Linked DNA regions of Mus musculus: regions 2 and 3 are each linked to region 1. Evidence: chromatin contacts called from public promoter capture Hi-C data. All regions are on one chromosome and are shown on one strand. The core of a region is the stretch at or near the end of the contact, and the rest is flanking DNA. Distances in the headings are between cores, read along the strand shown.

Region 1 (2,912 bases), core at 161-2,660:
TTATTGGAGGGCAAGGGCCCAGTTGCAAAATCAATGGAAAAAGGGAGTGGGGATGTAAACTCTATCAGTGCAGGTGTGGAAGAAGGACAGGTGGGTCCAAGCACACAGTAAGCTGAAATTCCAAGGGCCATGATTTTAGAAAATCGTGTAAGAAAGTAATTTTTTTAAAAACATGGTGCTAATGTTTTCAAATAAGGAAAATGGGAAAATGGTCACATCATCGGCAGAAATGGAAAGAGGGTGGATCTAATTATTTTTTGAATTATTGTTGGAAACACAAGAGTGTTTGTTTTGGTTTGGATTCTAATTTTCTTATGAGACAAAATCCTACTCTGTAACCCAAGCCGTTCTGGAATTCACTAGGTAGGCCACAGGCTGGCCTTGAACTTGCAGTAGTCTTCCCTCTTCAGCCTTGCACATGCTGAGATTATAGGCAAGGGCCACCATGTCTGACTTCAAGGGTTCCTAAACAAGAGACAGGAACTGTGACTGGTGAAATTGGGGGAGCAGAAACCAGGAAGCATTCACACAATGCCCTATTCACATCTACTCTGCAAGTTGTTCTTTTTTTTGGGGCGGGGGGTGTCTCCTTAAGGGCATCACTCTATGTGATAGACATTCTACGTGCCTTTACTAAGTGGTGAAGGCAGCATGGCTTGTTTATAGATGGGAAAATGGAAGCTCAGAGGGGCCAGTACTTGCCAAAAGTGCTGCAGTGATGTTGTGGACCAAGGATTAGAAGCTGGAAGTTTGTCATACAATTCCCAACTTTATTGAAACACAGACAGGAAAATGCCGCACTTGCACAGGGAGATGTTTAGCTGCAAGAGTTTTCTTAACTGTCATTTTAAAACTTGAAAGCAGGGTGAAAATTATCTCTAGACAATAATCACCAATATTCTGTTGGCAATAATCACTGCCCTTAGGTAGGCCAGATGGTGCACACCTATAATCCAGCACTTGGGATGCGGGGGTAGGAGGGTCCTAAGTTTGAGGCTAGCCTGTGCTACATAGAGAATCAAAGTCAGCTTTAGCTACTCAGGAATACCACGTGTCAGAAAAATTTAAAAAATCACAACTGTTTATTAAATTTCTTCAGTGTAGCAGGACAGCCCCAGCTCCTAGGGACCTACTTGATGAGCACGACTCACATTCTTTCTGCTTATCTGACCTGAACTGCAAATGGACACGTGCATAGAAAAAGAGCTAGGGGCATGACTTCCCCTAAAGCCAAAAATCTTTGAGATTCCAGGGAGAGAGGAACAGAGACCTGTTGAGTCACAGGGACTACAACCAGTGAGCTGAGTCTAGAGCACCGACATGGGGACAGGCCGAGGCCTGCGGAGGGGCGGGGGCCGGGGCGGGCACAGCCTGAGTCAGGCTGAGGGGCGGGACCCGGACCCCGACCGCCACTCCTGTCCCAGCCACCGTCAGCCACAGTCGCAGCCGGACCTCGCTCCTCAACTTGGTAAGCATAAGTTTTTGAACTTTTTAGATTTTTTTCTTTTTAATGAAAACAACAAAGAGCTACGCATGCTCTTGGCTGGGTGTATCTTGGACTAACGTGTGGACGTGGCAGAAAATGGATCGGGAAGATGAAACTGTGGGAGGCAATTAGAGAAGAGTGGAGGGCACGAGGAAGCCCTAAAATTACACCCTAATAACAGCCTGTGGGGAGAAACGGCGGTCTTTTGTTCTCCCGGGCAAAATAAGTTCTAGGCTGGGTGCGGCTGCCTAACTGGCCTGAGCCCGGGCTGGGTGCGGCCGCTAGACTCCCTGGGGCCGTGAGCCCCTGAACCCAACCAGTGGCGGCCGCCAGAGAGCTGCAGACTCAGTGAGAACTTGGGGCAGCGTCGCTAGGCGTTCATGAAGACTAGAAAGAAAGCGGTTCAGAACGTAGCCTTCCTGAATTCTGGGGGACTCAGCTGCGGGGAAACCGCAGGCAAACAGCCAAGACATACAGATGAGAAACCGGAGCCTGTTGCAGCCATTGGAACCACAGACAGGAATGTGGGAGGAGGCCAGTCCCTCCCAGCTCGCTCTTTTCCTCTCCCCCTTACTCCACTCCCAGCCATCTTTTTAGCCACTCCCTACATCACCTGCCTGTCTCCTACCTGCTACTTCAGTTCCCCTCGTTTCTTTAAAAAATGTTTCCAGTAATTCACATCCCCTCCAAAATCTACCCCTTCCTTTGACTCTTCAAAGAGGATCAGCAAATGTTGGAGAGAGGCCCAAGTGCGTTTTTGCCCTAGTCCCAAACTAATTATAGATTTTTATGTTTTTAAATGGTTGGAAGACATTCAAAAGGAAAAGAATCCCTTGTAATGCATGAGAATGGCATGAAAATCAAATGTATAGAGTTTACAGGCACCGCCACACCCTTTTGCTTTATGTATCCTCACCCTTGCTGCCTGACTATGGCAAGAGTGATAAGATCTTATGGAGCATAAAGAGCTAAAAAATATCCACAGCTGTCCCTTTATTGCAAATAACAGCAACAGAAAGCTTGCGGACCCCTGCTTTGGTGTGTCAGTCTTTCATCACTTCCTACTTATTGTTTCCTTCTTCCCCTTTTCATCACACAGGGTACCTAGGGCCCAGCACCAACAGGTTATGAGGTGAAAGGAGATAGATGAGACCCTGAACACTTGAAGGAAGAGCTTTGGTGCTGGTTGAGAAAGAGATAGTTGGTGTGGTTCCCTCTTTTTCACATATTTCTGTCAAGGGGAAGCTTCCCTGGAACGTTGGGTGTTTAGGTTGCGTTTTAAAAGGATCTCACTGCGTCCTTTCACAGTGGGGTTTTCCTTGCTGTCACTGTTCCCATCATGCAAAAGGGCGATGGTGTGGGCCGTGCCCTCTCTTTCAGCCGCTGCTCCACATGGGCAAAACCTTCCCATCTGAGCCCTCTGTTC
Region 2 (2,936 bases), core at 90-2,589, 1.3 Mb after region 1:
CTGCACTTCCAGATCTCACCAGTGTCCCCCAATCTAGAACTAGAGAAAAAGAAGGAAATATAGGGCTGGAGAGATGGCTCAGCGGTTAAGACTGTTCTTCCAAAGGTCCTGAGTTCAAATCCCAGCAACCACATGGTGGCTCACAACCTTCTGTACAGCTACAGTATACTCATATACATAAAATAAATAAATAAATAAATCTTTTTAAAAAATATACAAAGAGACTACTTTGTAACAGAAAAAAAGAAGGAAATATGTATTTGCTGGAAGGAAAAATTTTTACATCAGCCTCAAGAAAGAAGACTATTTCTAGGTGGGTGTGGTGATATGAACCTGTAATCCAGGCACTGGGAGCGGAAGGCAGCCCACCAGTTCAAGGTCAGCCTCAGCTGTACAGCAAGTTCAAGTCCAGCATGGGCTATGGCAAATTCAAGGCCAGCATGGGCCATATGAAACCCAGTATCAATCCTCGTTTCACATCCCCGAGAAAGCAAACATTTTCAGCTAGTATGTGGGTCGAGGGATTTATGCTTCTCCATTCCCATTCCCCTCTCTTGTAGAATACACACAGTTCTTTCTAGAGGAAGAAGGAAAAAATTTCCCTGGCATGAAAGCAAAGAAAGAAACAGCCTTAAATAATCTCACACCTAGGAAAGAGATGGGTGCCCTCGTATTCTGACCTTAGTGTCTTACTGGCAACTGCTTTCACCTGTAGGCAAATGGTCAGGGAATGACCCCACACCTCAGCATTTCCAAAGCCAGAAGGAGAGTGTCAGAGACCAGTAAGGACTGACGGGGGCGGGGAGGGGGTAGTTACCCCCAAAACCAGCACATGCGGATATCACCACTTCAGTCTCTGAACCTCTGGCGGCACTTCCATTTGCTCCAATAGGATGAACCCTCCCCCGCCCCCATGCTGGTCTCCAAGAGAAATTCTGCCCCAAGGGCTGGCGCCTGACCTCCAGAGATTGTAGCGCTGAAATGCATGCATGCCCTGGGAATAACCTAACCCTCAGGTGCCTCACACCTGGCACCTTCCCAGCCACTCGCTTCTGACACCGTGGAGTAGGGGTTAGCTCTTAGCTCTGCCACCGCACTCTGACCGCCCTTCCTGCTAAACTCAGCACCTGTGCCCAGGAGGAGGGCATTTGATGCCTCTACTCCGGCCCTCGAGCATACTCCTGAGGACCCACTCGCATCGCAGGTGTCCTCGCTCCAGACAGATTCACTCACCCCGGTCCAGATCAGTGCTCCCGGATTCACACACCCCGCAGGGGATCGCGCTCCGACCAGCCGAGCTACACGCGCTGCTGCAGCCCAGCCCCTCCGAGCTCTGAGCTCCCTCCTTTCCCCCGCCCACCAACCTGTTACTCCCCAGGAGCTCCGCCCCATTGGCCGTCACCTCCCGCCCCGCCTCACCCCTTCTTCTATTGGTCAGTTTCCCGCAAGGGGCGGAGCAGACACCGCGGGAACCCAGAACCGGGGTCCCCAGCCCGGTGGACGGGAGGGGCGGTGGGGTCACGTGGACTGGTGGGGCGAGGGCGGGGCACCGGGGGACCTAAGAGGCCATTTTGGGGGCGTCGGGGCTCTGCGGACCCGCGTAGCTTAGCGCCAGAGCATCCCCTGGGTTCTGTGGGAAGTGCCTTCCTCGTGCTCTTCTCAAAGCAAATCTCGGTTCACAGCCCTTTCTGCCCTTCATCTGCCTCCGCATAAGCCAGAATACAGTTCTGTCGCTTTCCGCAGAAAATTTCTTCGTAGTCTCCCGATGTCAGCGCGTTCTGCATCTCTGCTCGCCTGCCTTATCGGCAATCCGAACCAAAATCTCAGTCGTGGATTCTCATCCTCGGGCTCCTGGCCTCCATAATCATTTTGCACCCTTTTTCTTTGGAAGATGTAATCACCCAATTTACATCACCCTAAAAATCATTTTCATTTTATCTCCCTATGAAAATCTCGGCCAGAGCCGAGATCTTCATTTTCTTTTGTTTTGTACGCTTCATCTCAAACGCCTATAACAGAGGTCAGCACATAGTTGGCTCTTAATAAAATGTGTAGAATGAATGACTTGGGAACCGAGTGCTGTAAATTTACACGCATCAGAATAAGCTTTATAAGCAGAAAGGAGCTCAACTACAGATTGTAAATCCATCTTTTCTGAAAGCCTGTCAAGTAGGGCTTTTGGTCCCACTACACCGAAAAGACTCTGGGGTGCTTTGCGTGCAGACTGAGGCAGGTAACATTAAAGCTGGCTCCTAGTGTCAATCGCTGAGGTATGTTAAAAGAAGATTGGCTTAGCTTACCTTGCTGGCCTCTGAATAGTTCTCTCCTTTATTTGTTCAGTAAATATTTATTGTAATATATTTAGATTTGAAGAGGAATCTTCCCTACAGCCAGCATTTCTGTGGCGTTAGCTGGAGATCATTCCCTTCCCCTCCCCCAGCCTTCAGATGCTGGGCGTGGACCCTGGAGGGGAAAGTCCACCTACCTGTTCTGTAGCTGGGTTGCTAGGTCTCCGCATTCCATGAGAAGCCTTCTATGAGGGATACAGCCCTTAAGGAGGAACAAGGAGGGAGGGAGAGAGAGGGAGAGAGAGGGGGAGAGAGAGCGAGAGAGAGAGAGAGAGAGAGAGAGAGAGAGAGAGAGAGAGAGAGAGAGAGAGAGAGGAAATATGTGCGGTTTGGGCGACCTATTGCAGAGGTGGTGTCCCTTCTGGGTCAGGTTACTTTTACACCAAAGAGTGGTCTGGAAAAGAGATCTTAAAAATAAACAACTAAACAATCAAACGGACAGACTGATGAATTGGCCCCAATACTAGTAAAGTGAAGGTAATTGAATTCTCCTGGGTACCCCTTAGACTGTATTTAGTGTATTTATAGAAGATAGAAATAGAGTAGTTATCCAACATTAAAGCACGGGTGGGGAGAAATGGGAGCCTG
Region 3 (2,703 bases), core at 9-2,508, 1.4 Mb after region 1:
ACGGAAACATGAATAGGCAAAGGTGGGCAAGGAGAAAATACAGAGGAGGACTAGAGGCTCAACAGACAGGCTTTATTCTAGAGCATACCTGCAGAGGGGGTGGGGCCAAGTGTCTAAAGTGGAAGGACCATACCATTTCCTTTTGTGTCAGCAGTTGCTATGGGTAGCGAGACAGACAGGGTCAGGCAACCAATAAACATCTCCTGTGGTTTACCCAGGTAGGAGGGGTAGGGTGAGGAGAAATCTGGAAAATGAGTTGGCATTAGCTTTGGCTTAACTAGAACGGAGGCACTTTATAAAATGGCGATACCACGGCTAACAACAGAGAAAAAAACATTTTCTCTTAATGTGGTACAGCTGCTAAGGATTTGCAGATTCTTTGTGGAATGAGGGGAAGCCTGCAATCCTAGAGGCTGTTGGCCACAGGGATGGGTAAGCAAAGAGGGAAGGACGAATGGTTCAACTTGTGTTATTTTATTTTATTAAAGTTACAGGACTTTATAACGAATTTCCATCAGTAGACATCATTTTCTAGCAAAAATTTAAAAATATCACCTACTGATTATTTCGGACAGCTCTGACAACCAAAGGCAACAATCAAACATGGTAGCTATCTGTGGCCATTCCATTTTGTAAAGCTCCCCAATTTTGTTTAAACAGAGTTCCTGAAACCTAAGAAATTTGGTTCTCACAACCAAAGTAACTTGCTTTTATAGATTCGTGCTTTCCACGTCCTTATCGACGCCCCAGTAATAGAGTTGTTTGGCTTTTTTTTAATCAAACCTTCTTACATTTTTAACTCATCTTATTCCCCAGCTACAACTAGCCAATCACTTTCCTACCCTGTAACTCCTGTCTGTGGTTCTTGGATCCTAGACGGCATCTACGTAAATCTTCCCAAGTAAAGCCCGCGGTCGATCCCTTATCCTCTTCTCGCTGATTTTACAACGCACAGGATCAGAAAGCAAAAGACCAGATGCTCCAGAAGCAGCCAAGCGCCCGGGCTTTCATCCTGCGGTCCCTTTAAGAACAGAACCCTTTCCGGGCCCGCAGACCTAACCGACCCCAGTTTTAACCGAAACCAACCTGGACTTCCCCCTCTTGACTCAAATAAGACTAACTTTGGATTTTCCCTCCCCTCTCGACCAATCATATTCTGTTACCAGGCAGACTTTCACTGCCTTCGTCTTGGAGGCAGCAACGGCCAATCACAGAGCAGGCCGTGCGTGTATCCAGGCAGATCGCGGCTGGCATAACCATTCAGAAAAAGGAAAAATAAAAGCAACGCACGAGCCCGCCGGCTGGGCACCGTGGGGCTGGGCAGGAGCTGAGGTAGCCACAGGGTAGTTTCTCTTTCTCTCTCACCTATCTAATGTCCGTGCTGGAAGGCGACGGTTCCGAGGTAGGAGGGGCAACAGCACTCCGGAGCTAGCAGGACCAGCTCCTTGCCCCTGCGCACGTGCCCGAATCTGGGACCCTGTTCCCCGCAGGGTTTCCTGCGCCCAGCCCCCTGAGTTCGGAGACCTAGCCCAGCACCTGGGGTTGGGGTGGAGGGGCCCGAGGGGAGTGGGGACGCTTCGGAGTGGGATGTCGTGGGATGACGTAGGGTCCGCGCCGCGGCGAGGGGGGCAGCGGGGGAAGCCGTGGCGAGACTCAGTAATGAGAACTTGGGCCCAGTTTTTTTCAAACCTGGAAAGGCCGAGTATGTTTGTATCCCTTCCGACCTTCCAGGCAAAATCAATGGCGAGGAGTCTATTAGAGGATCGGAGAACTTTGACTTGTCGTTATAGGTGTTGAGGGGGGGCGGCTGGAGGGGCTTGGGGGGGGGGGGGCTGGAGGTGTTGCAGCACTGGGAGAAATTGTAAGATTTCTTTTAACGTGGACTTCTCCACCCCTATCCCTTCCCATAACAGTTTTCCAGATTTGGGAGACTTCAAAAGGTGGGACATATAGAATGGAGATGTCAGAGATCTCTTTGGGTATACAAGGGCCTGATAAAGTAACAGAATAATTCTAATTTTAGAGAAGGCAAGTGGTGTGGAAAACCACTGGAGGAAGCTTTGCTTCTGTTTGTATTTCTGGGTAGAGACAGGAGGACTGCCTTGGGGTCTCTAGGAGAAAGGAAGCTTGGTAGTAGTTAAATCCTCAGCGATCTCCTCTCTCAGCTGTAGCCCTCATGCTGGGATGGCAGAAGATAAACCTGATGCTAAGAGCCCCAAGACTGGGGCAAGGCCCCAAGGTGGTGCTGACGCTGGAGAACCTACCACCCTCCTCCAAAGGCTCCGAGGTACCATTTCGTAAGTAATTGTCTCTGTCTCCAAACCCTGTTCCAGACCCAGCTGTAGATCCTTGTTGCCCTGCACTCCTTCCTCAGGCAAGTGTTTCAGAGCAGGCAGGCTGAGGTCTGTGGTCCGTAGCTGTTTGGTCCTTTTTCTGTCTCTAGCAGTCAGACAAAGGGATGGGGAAACCTTGTGACCTCCAGCTTTCTCTTCTTCTCCACAGCAAGGCCGTGCAGAACAAAGTAGAGGGAATTCTGGTAAGCATGCTGGGAAGGGACAATACAGGTGCCATCGCTGAAGGGTAAGGGTGATGTTGATGTGAGAGAATAAAGGTTCATGGGGGAGAGGCGGTGCTGTCCACGTGTGAGGATCATACTTTATCCTTCTGTGACCTATGTAGGAGATGAAATCAGACCCAGCCCCT

What was found. Promoter capture Hi-C pulls out the DNA fragments that hold promoters and counts their contacts.
Region 2: a contact with region 1 is called in a promoter capture Hi-C map of embryonic stem cells, with 2.6 times the contacts expected there. The contact joins the promoter of Cgn here to the promoter of S100a11 in region 1. A contact is called at or near these places in 5 of 39 promoter capture datasets (the 3T3-L1 cell line, embryonic stem cells, hippocampal neurons and 2 more) and 1 of 115 datasets of contacts at active chromatin or transcription factors (extraembryonic endoderm stem cells).
Region 3: a contact with region 1 is called in a promoter capture Hi-C map of neutrophils, with 3 times the contacts expected there. The contact joins the promoter of Rfx5 here to the promoter of S100a11 in region 1. A contact is called at or near these places in 2 of 39 promoter capture datasets (3T3-L1-derived adipocytes and neutrophils).

What each region holds. Positions count from the first base shown.
Region 1 is chr3:93,519,086-93,521,997 of GRCm38.p6, forward strand. S100a11 (S100 calcium binding protein A11) reads left to right here and starts at 1,411. Exons shown (of 3, transcript NM_016740.3): 1 at 1,411-1,468.
Region 2 is chr3:94,785,143-94,788,078 of GRCm38.p6, forward strand. Cgn (cingulin) reads right to left here and starts at 1,340. Exons shown (of 21, transcript NM_001037711.3): 1 at 1,234-1,340.
Region 3 is chr3:94,952,850-94,955,552 of GRCm38.p6, forward strand. Rfx5 (regulatory factor X, 5 (influences HLA class II expression)) reads left to right here and starts at 1,259. Exons shown (of 10, transcript NM_017395.3): 1 at 1,259-1,402; 2 at 2,166-2,297; 3 at 2,503-2,536. The coding sequence starts at 2,185.